2 separate regions of the Lactuca sativa genome follow, and region 2 is linked to region 1. A link is a contact called in public Hi-C data. All regions are on one chromosome and are shown on one strand. Each heading gives the region's core, a stretch centred on a gene start, on an enhancer-like site or on the middle of the called end of the contact. The rest is flanking DNA. Distances are from core to core; before and after follow the strand shown.

Region 1 (5,027 bases), core at 2,237-4,736:
TAAAATGATATTACAATTATGAAAAATATAATATTACAATTTCCGTCAAACATTCTAACTCTGCCTACTTAAGAAAAACAAAACAAAACCTAATCGAGATGAAACCAATGAATTTCTCCCCCAACAAAGGGACCATATTAAATATATATATCTATACTTTGATATAACAATTTCTGTAGAGAAAAACAAGACTTCTATTTTTCTTTTTCTTTTTTCCTTAAGAAGAATTCAAATATTTGGGTTGTTTTCCCTACTCCTACTACCTATAAATATATATTACTAAAATATTCTTTTTTTTTTCAGGTCAAAATCGGTCATCTGCAAGTAGTGTCTACATTAGACAATACTTGTTTGAGTTTCTCATAAGTCATGAATACAATCCCAATGCTGGGGACCACCTTGTAATATTCAGGCAATATTCCTCTGTATATGCCACGTAGGCCTTCTGCCCGAATTATCTGCCCGAACGTACCAAAAATACCCGTATTGTAAACACGCGCCCGACCCCCTGCCCCTTCCAACTGCATCCGCCTCCTCACCAGATCCAGTGGAAATGTTACTGTAATAAATCGTTAAATTGTTTGTAGATATAAACAATAAAGCTGAAAGTAAAAAGGAACAAGGATAAACACGTAAATACTATAAAATTTGAAAGTAGAGTGGAAAAAAACAAGATTACTTATAATACTCATATACTATTCCATTACTCTGATTCTAAGCCTCTACACCTTCCTATCTAAGGTCATATCGTGAGTAATAGTCAACTCATTCAAGTCTAATCGCACGTTAGCTGATAAGCTAGCTTATTTTTTAAGCATTTTTATGTTGTCATGTTTGGCAAACCAAAAAATAGCTTATAAGCTAGCTTTTTAGGAGCTTTTAAATTTTTTCCAAATATACCCTTAATTAATTATAAAAAACATATTATTTTAAATGTCTGTTTATGTAATTTATATGTATATATTATATATCAGCTAGTTTTACCAAACGTCATTTTTTTAACAGCTAGCTTTTCATATAACAGCTAGCTTTTCAGCTATCAACTAGTTTTTCAACTAACAGCTAACTTTCGAGCTACTAAGCCAAACATAGCCGTAACCGCAGACATTTGTCGTCTCACATGGACATGACCGCACTACCACAATCACAATCTTGTTCATCGACGCCACTCCCAGCTAATTTCTTCGTGCGACAATATTCTACGATATGTCCACCGCAACGTCCTCTTTCCTCTCATGCTCCTTTTTACTTGGCCAACATTCAGATCCATACAAAGACTAAATATCTTTAAGAGTTATTTGGATGTTGCATAAATTTTTGTAATAAATATGTATTTTTTTTTTTTTTCACTTGACCTAATTAAGGGTATAAATATGCATTTTTTTTTTTCACTTGACTTGAGTAACTCACAAGAACCAAGTTTAATTTTGGAGAGGCAAGTAAAGTTAAATGAAGAAGCAAAGATTGTAGTGGAAGTTAGTTTAGAAATGACAAGTAAGTAGATTTGTTGTCCCTACTTACTTACTGTTTTTGAAAAGGATTAACCCCAAGTGCCAACTCCATGGCTGGCTCTAAGGGAGAATCTTTATCTTTATCTTTATCTTTATCTGGTTTACATATTTACTGCCTCGCAACCTGCTTCTCTGCACCAAAAGCATCGAAGACAGCTACAGGCATTATTAACCTCTTTTTTTTTTTTAATAAAAAAACATCGATACATTTTTTCAAAACAACACTATTACATCCTATAATATCATTCTTCTTTTTTTCAATGCACACCAAAACTACATTCCCATATAGTGAATGCTCAATCCCATCTTCTTCAATCAAGAAAGGAAAAAAATACTTCATTTAAAAGTCAGCATAACTATTAACTATTAACTAACCTGTTGATGATGCAATTCCTGAAAGACTCCCACAAGCCAGGCTAACTAAAACAGTAGAATCTTGTGGTCTGTTATCATAAAACACAGTGGAGATTAAAGTTAGTATTTATGATGTATAAAAGTATATAAAATTATAAATACCTTTGCATTTGCCAATAAGATCTTGTGGTGTCATAAACTGAAAAGCTAATTGCAAGGTTTGGGCCAACACCCTGTAAAGCCATTTATGAAGTCAGATAAAAGGGAACAATAATAGCAAATAAAGGAATGAACTTTATTACCAATAGACAAGCACCAAGTCCTTTATAGAGGCCAAAAATCCCCTCTTCCCTGCTTATGGTGCGTAAAGCATGCCATATACCTCTATAATATAAAACATTTCTCTACAAGATTTTAAAAAGATCAACAATTTAGGAATTAGGACATGAAAAAAGATAATTCCCATTTGCCAATTAATATGATTCATGATTTATCAAAATCGTACCTGTGCTGAAAGGCGAGTTCTTACAAGATCCAAAGGGTATGTAACAGAAGCAGCAGTTATACCAGCTAAACCACCACCTGCAAGGCGTATACACAAGTCTGCACTTATGTTTGTTCCATTGCTCTCAACTCCCATGAACATTTGTAGAAACTGTAGAATTGAAAAGCAAAGAAAACATTATAAAATCAAATTAAAATGTACATGTGACTACAGAATTTCAGCAAAGAACGTTTGTACCAACATTCTTGTAGCGTTCAAATGCGTAGAAACTGATGGAGGAGTAAGGTAGACGATGAGCGATTGTCACTAAGTTCCCTTTCCAGAATGCACGAAATCCTTCTTCATTGACTATTCGTGTAGCTTCACGCCATATACTGGCTTTTCTTAAGGTAGAAGCATCGGAATGCATACCTTGCACCTGTAGAATCGAGGAATTCCAGCTTCAGATTACTTATGGTCTAACTCCAATATGATTAATTTTCGATTTCCAGTATATTTCCCAAATCAATCAACAATAAGTCTCAGGTCACTGATTGAAGTGTATGAAATACACATATTAAGAAGGGTATAAAAGAAAACCTGAAAAAGTATAGTGAGGCGAGCTAGAGGTGCAGTGCAGGTCTTGCTAACGGCTCCGGCAACACCACCGGCTATGAGCTGAGACACCGTCCCTACCTGAGATTGCTGCTGCTGCACCGGCCTCTGGTGATGCGTTACCAATTTACGAGCGGGTCCACCGCCTTCCACCACCCCCACCGTCGCTTCCGTTTGCATATTTAATCTGAGAGTTCATCCATAGAAGATATATAAAGTCTTTAGTGTACGAATCGAAGAAAAACCGAAAATGTTACAGCTAATTTTGGATAAAACAGGCGCGTACTTGAGATCTGTCTGTAAAATTACAAAACCCTAGCAGATGACGATCTTGCTTCTCCGATGAATCACGAAGCTTGGGTTTGAAAAGGTTTCAACTTGTTGGCTAATTGTTGTAGCTTATCCAGCTTTAGCACTTGATAATGGCGTATGAATGGCTGTTGACGATAACTCCTAATCGGCGTTGGAGAGCACCAAGCAATACCCCCATTTCATCTCCTAAAAAAGATTGTACTTTGATTACGTAGCTGAAAAGGAAATAAAGGTCGGTTATTTCAATATGTTATTTTCTCTTTTTAGTATGATTTTAACAAGGTTATTTTTTTTATCACGTTTAAACTTAAAACTAGTTTATTTCTTGAGATATTTATATTGAAATGTTTGATAAATAGAAGAATCATATATAATTTTATTAATTATAGAATAACTTTATTTTTATAAGTTTTTTATATTATTTTATGTATTTCAATTATTTTTATCGACTAGTAATTAATTTTTTTTTTAATTAGTGTGTCAAGTATAACTTTAATATTTATGTTTTGATATGATTGTGATATTTAAGTTTAAAAGGAAACCTTATATATGTATGTAATTCAAGCTTAAAAGGCTGAAAATATATGCATTTTATTGTATTTTGTATACTTATTTTTATTTTGAAACATCCCTATTCTAATAAAAGAATAGTTTTAATATCATTTTGACATGTGTCATCATATTAGGCCTTCTAATTAATACACATTTTTTTGTCACGTGTCACTTTATTAAACCTCTTAATTAATGCATGCAACTTGTCAACCTATTAATTATCTATTTCAAATTTTAAAATTTTCATTTTAATTACAATAAATTAATAACAATGCAATAAAAATTAAAATAAAATTAATACAAATTATAAGGTGATATAATTTCATATATTTATTTAAATTAACGATTATAATTGATTAATAATTTTGTGTTCTAACTATTAAAGTTTAATTAATTTTGTAGCCGTGGTTTCACGGGTTATAAACTAATTTATAAGTATACAAGTGGCTTTAGTTTATATTTTATCAACATGTAATTAAAAAATCCAAACTAAAAATAGGGTGAACGCATGACTACGAAGTGCTAGATATATGCTACATACATTGATTGTTAATAAAGCGGTGCTTGAGTTTTTAACTTGAAACATTATCATATTAATCTGCTTCACCTTTGTACTTTCGGTGTGAGTGTGATGTAGGGAAAGAGTTTAAGTAGAGATTAGGAGTTAGGTAGTCTCATGAGTCATCTTTTTTTATAATTTATATAGAAAAAATATTATGATCAAATTTTACAATTTTCAAGATCTGCCTTATAGTTATAAGTTGGACGAAAAAAAGAAATAAAACAAATATATAATTTATAAACAGTGATTTTTTTTTTTGAAATGGTTTATTAAACCCGATTAAAAAACTATATGGTTTTCTATTCCATATTTGTTTGGTGAGGTCATGTAAAATATATATTTGTATGCTTAAAACATGTAATCCATTTATGCAAAAAAATAGACATGGTTATGATAACGGATATTTTGTAATTGTATTTTGTATATAATTATTTTAAAAGTTCTAAGGAAAACAAAAATGTTTATATGTTAGCCAACCCAACCCATTTTAGATGACTAAAAGTTGTTGTGTGGACTTAAATTTGTTATAATTATACAAATTTTGCTACATATAAATTGTTTTGATGAATTACAGATGACAAATCAAATAGAAAATGCTACATATTCTAGACTAGTTTTAGTTTATAGATCATATTTT
Region 2 (4,639 bases), core at 1,710-4,209, 200 kb before region 1:
ACTTAAATGCCACTGTGCTCTTATTAATGATATGATATTCTCAGGGAATAGTAGTGTTACAGATAATGCGGAGTATAGTGAAATGAGTGTTGTTAAAAGCTGTGAAAATAGTGTGGTGTTTGCATCTCTTCCATTGGCTATTAAGTGGTTAAGAGACACTGCTAAACACAATAAATCTGTTCGACTCAAGGTAATAAGACCTTTTTTCTTTTTTTCTTTTTTAAATAAAAAAAAGATTGATTGAATATGTGTATTGTGGTTGCATCAGGTTCTTGTAACTGGTTCATTGCATTTGGTGGGTGACGTCATTAAATTACTCAAGAAATGAGTTTTCACAAGCTTTTGTTGTAATTCTAACAAACTTAGAAATTATTCAAGTGAAAAAACATACACAGCAAAAGGACGATTTTGAAAGTTATTATGTATGTCATGTATAAGATGGGGTTTTTATTATTGGTAGTTTCCTGTTCTTGTTGGTTTTGACTTTGAATTGCTGTTGTAAGTTGTAAGATTAAATTTGAATTGTTACTGTAACATTTGATTTTGAATTAATTGAAATCCACTAGGACTTTGGTTGGCAAAAAAACGATTCTTTCAATTTTTTTTTTATGAGAAATTCAAGTTAAAAAAGTAGATTCGATACTAATATTTGAATTCAAAATTTCAAATCCTGTCAGAAAAAACAATTTTTGGACATGCTTTTTTTACAAGAATCATTGAGTTTGTAACCAACTCATAATGAAGTTCGAAAATGGTCATTTTGGTATTAGCTTTTCAATTTAGTTTCAAAACTATTATTTCATATTTAACAATTTATTTGTAAAATGTTTTCCACCATATGGTTTCATTCATAACATGTTAAGATCCTTGGTGTACCCAAAAGATTGAACAAAATCAAGATGACATAATAAACCAAGAATACCCAAATTGCCCTCTCTGGATTAGTTAATGAAACAGCTACAAGTTTGTTTTAATGGCAATTTTCCAAAATGATTGAGAAGCATTCACAATGTCTACTAAAGCTAAATATAGACAGACACATTCAATAGAGTAAGTAAGTAGTAGCTTTTAAAACACAAATTTTCTCCTCTTCTCCCTCATTCTTCATCATTTCTTTCAAGTTTCAACACAAATGCAATCGTTGATTGAATCTTCATAAAACTAAGAGCAACACCCACTTTTCTTTTCCTCTTCTTCTCCAAAACCAACATTATCTGCCAAAAAAATATATCATTTCCACAACTTTATTTACACTAACAATAGAATGAAAATGAAATTATTCTTTCATTAAGAAAGTAGTTAAGTCAATGTCATTACTATCAAAAAGACATTAATACTATAACCACTACAAACAATATCAAGAATCATTACAAAGACCTAATGACATATATCATTGTAACAAGTAAATTAACAATATAAAAGATATAAGATTTGAGCTAACCTTGGGAAATACACTAGGCAGTTGAAGACAATTTTACATCTTTGTAGACATCAAGAACTTGTTTTTCTTTTCAGCTGGCTTAAGGATTTGAAATGAACACATCAAATTCTCATCCACACTCATCATTGCACCCGCATTATCAAACTCCCCACAATAATTTGGAGCCGAAAATATTGTAACAAGTTGCCTCTCAGCAAAAAATTCATACCCATCTTCCACAACCTAATACACCATAACACTTTTACTCAACAAATTAAACAAATAAATGTGTATAAATTGATGTTTCTTGAGTTTAACCTAAAACTAAAAGTCAAAAGAAATGAGCTACAAAAAAAACCTGATGAGCACGACAAACAAGATCAAGATCATGTTTTGTCAAAAACTCTGACACCCTATCGGGACCAAAAGTGTAAGAAACCCCACGATCATTCATCCCCCATCCTTTCACATCTTTACTAGGATCCGACCACAACAAATCACATAGCAATCCAGTGTCGGGAATGGCAGTTGGTCGCTGTAAGTTTCTGATTTGATCCAAATCGGAAAGATCAGGGGAGAGTCCACCATGCATACACAAGATCTTATCATCGACAAGTGCAGCGACAGGGAGACAGTTGAAGCATTCTGTGAAAGCTTTCCATAGCTTCACATTGAATCGGCGCTTACATTCATCGTAAAACCCATAAATCCGGTTTATTGAAGCGCATTCATGGTTTCCTCGAAGAAGAAAGAAGTTTTCAGGGTACCGGATTTTGTAAGCAAGCAAGAGACATATTGTTTCCAGACTTTGTTTGCCTCGATCGACATAATCGCCGAGAAAAAGGTAATTGGATTGGGGAGGAAAGCCTCCGTATTCGAAGAGTCGCAATAGGTCGCTGTATTGTCCATGAATGTCGCCTGAAATCAGAAACAAAAGGGGGTTAATAATGGGTTAGAAATAAAATCCCCATTTAGCGGAAAACCCTCAATCGAACACTCGATCAGATAACGCGTAAAGCAAAGTCAAATCATCAAAAACAAAATTAAGAAACGGAAACAACAAAGATCGGTCGAATGATTAAACGCTTGAGCATTAAAGAAATGGATTCAGAAAATACCACAAATCTTGATAGGGGCTTCGAGTTCAAGAAGATTAGGTTGTTTCATAAAGATTTCACGAGAGGCAACACAAAGCTGCTTGATTTCAGCCTCTGAGAGCTGCACCAACTTCCCTGGTTTAGTCGATCGAACTTCAATTAACCGTTCGATTATCCTATCGAGGGCTACCGGGTCCATTATCAAAAGTTTGTTTAAGAATCGAAACCCTAGAAATTTTCTTTGAAATGCTGAGAGACTGCGTGAATCGAAACGGGTCAACTAGAAATTGAATTTGTTTAATCTAAGAATGACGAAGAAATGGGTAGATAATCGTGTTGTGAGAGAGAGGAGGAAGAAGAAGACGACGACTATCGCTCCATTTTACGAAACAAGTTGAGGAAGGGTGAGACTCAAATGTGACGGCTTCGCCAACAAAAGTGTGCCATGATGTGACTGGTTATATAAATATAAGAGGGTAGTAGTTGATTATTTCGTGCAAATTAAGATCCTTTAAAATAAATGTCAATATTTCAAAGACGACCCTAAACTTTGAAAAAATTACACATGCCTCTCTTTTATATGGGGATAAATTCTTAGGCCATAGGTATATCCATCACACAAGTGTTCACTCACCTCATCACGACGCCCACATCACAATTTGGCATACTAACTACCCCACATCACTAAAGGGTTTCTAATCCAATGCTATAAGGTGTTGCCCTCTTTTTTGATGTTAAGGGTTCAAGTCTCGTCATGGGCATATATGGATTCAAAGAGTAGTTTATGAGGATATTATATTTGTCGTTAAAAAAAACTACTCCACATCATTATTGTAAGGTCAAACCTTAGAATCTGATGAGGTAAAACCAGGTCACACTGACTTCCATCAGTGCAAACGTCTCATCAACGCCAACGTGAAGACTTAACCGACATAGCCAGTGTCAGTGTGATGATGTTTTGTAGATGTATACGTATATGGTTAGTTAGCATATCTGATATCTTCGGGATATTGGATATACTCTGTATTTACATAGATTAGGTTAAATCCCTAATTTGTAGGGATTTTCACCGACTAGTTATTACTATAAAATCATGTATTTAGAGCTCATGTAATTTACCAATTCACGAATCCTAGCTTTGTACTTGTTCTCTTGGTGAGAACATTCTTAGTGAAAAACATTTGTGATAAACCCTTTGTTCTTTGTCTTTTCTGTTAATCGATCTTGATTAGGGATCGCACAACTGGTATTACAATAAGTCATTGATATCGATTAACAATGTCTTCTTCTTTTCCATCTAGTTACTCTAAAAACACTTCTGGTCATAAAATCCCACAGTTTGATGAGAAAAACTTCACCATGTGGAAGTCAAAATCCATGATGATCCTTGAAACCATGAACTATTCCATGATGGATATCATCAAATACGATCCCTATGTTCCTATGCATCAGCCCATGAAGGATAACATTAAGGAAGGTGATGAAGTCGAAAAACCTGCTCATGAGTTCAATCAAGACAACGAGCGTCTGGTTGCTCTTGACGTCAAAGCTCGTGTTGCCATAGGAAACGCTCTTCTCTATGACATCTATCATTTTGTTTAAAATTGCAAATCTACCAAAGAGATGATGGATACATTGACAATCTTCGTAATTAAGAAGAAACGAAGCTCTTGCGCAAGGAAATTATGCGAGACACTCACATGAACAAATATGTGGCCCTCTACTCAAAGAAGTCACTCCCTAATAGTGACAACAAATTTTATGATGAATCCGAAGGTGAAATTTTAATAGTAAAACGTTACATTAGCCAAAGTGACAAGAAACCATCTGGATCTAGAAGGTTTCCACCAAAGTTTGACTCATCGGCGTCTAAAGGCTATGTCGCTGGTAAGAAGACAATTGTTGAGAAGAAGGAAGGACCAAAGTGTTCCAACTCTGGAGGCATTGATCGCTTCACCAGGGAGTACAAGTCCAAGAAGGTGGACGCAAATGCAGATTATGAAGTGAAGTATAAGAAGTTGTTGGCCCCTCTAATGTAACAACGTAAATTTTCAAAACAATTTTTCATTTTTGGAACATATTTTCAATCATCAAAACAACATCAAAAAAATTGTATCCAATG

Evidence for each region. A called contact is a pair of places that touch in the nucleus more often than the background predicts.
Region 2: a Hi-C map of seed shows a contact between it and region 1, with 5 times the contacts expected there. The contact joins the promoter of LOC111912430 here to the promoter of LOC111882008 in region 1. A contact is called at or near these places in 2 of 4 Hi-C or Micro-C datasets (leaf and seed).

Annotation. Positions count from the first base shown.
Region 1 is chr9:89,741,316-89,746,342 of Lsat_Salinas_v11, reverse strand. LOC111882008 reads right to left here and starts at 3,486. Exons shown (of 8, transcript XM_023878377.3): 1 at 3,251-3,486; 2 at 2,950-3,151; 3 at 2,612-2,788; 4 at 2,371-2,520; 5 at 2,168-2,269; 6 at 2,028-2,098; 7 at 1,887-1,954; 8 at 1-559. The coding sequence starts at 3,144. The coding sequence ends at 315.
Region 2 is chr9:89,943,918-89,948,556 of Lsat_Salinas_v11, reverse strand. It overlaps LOC111912430 (serine/threonine-protein phosphatase PP1 isozyme 3), which reads right to left and starts at 2,959. Exons shown (of 4, transcript XM_023908168.3): 1 at 2,539-2,959; 2 at 1,779-2,338; 3 at 1,442-1,663; 4 at 920-1,214. The coding sequence starts at 2,716. The coding sequence ends at 1,475. LOC111912429 (folylpolyglutamate synthase) reads left to right here. Exons shown (of 16, transcript XM_023908166.3): 15 at 45-190; 16 at 269-552. The coding sequence ends at 328.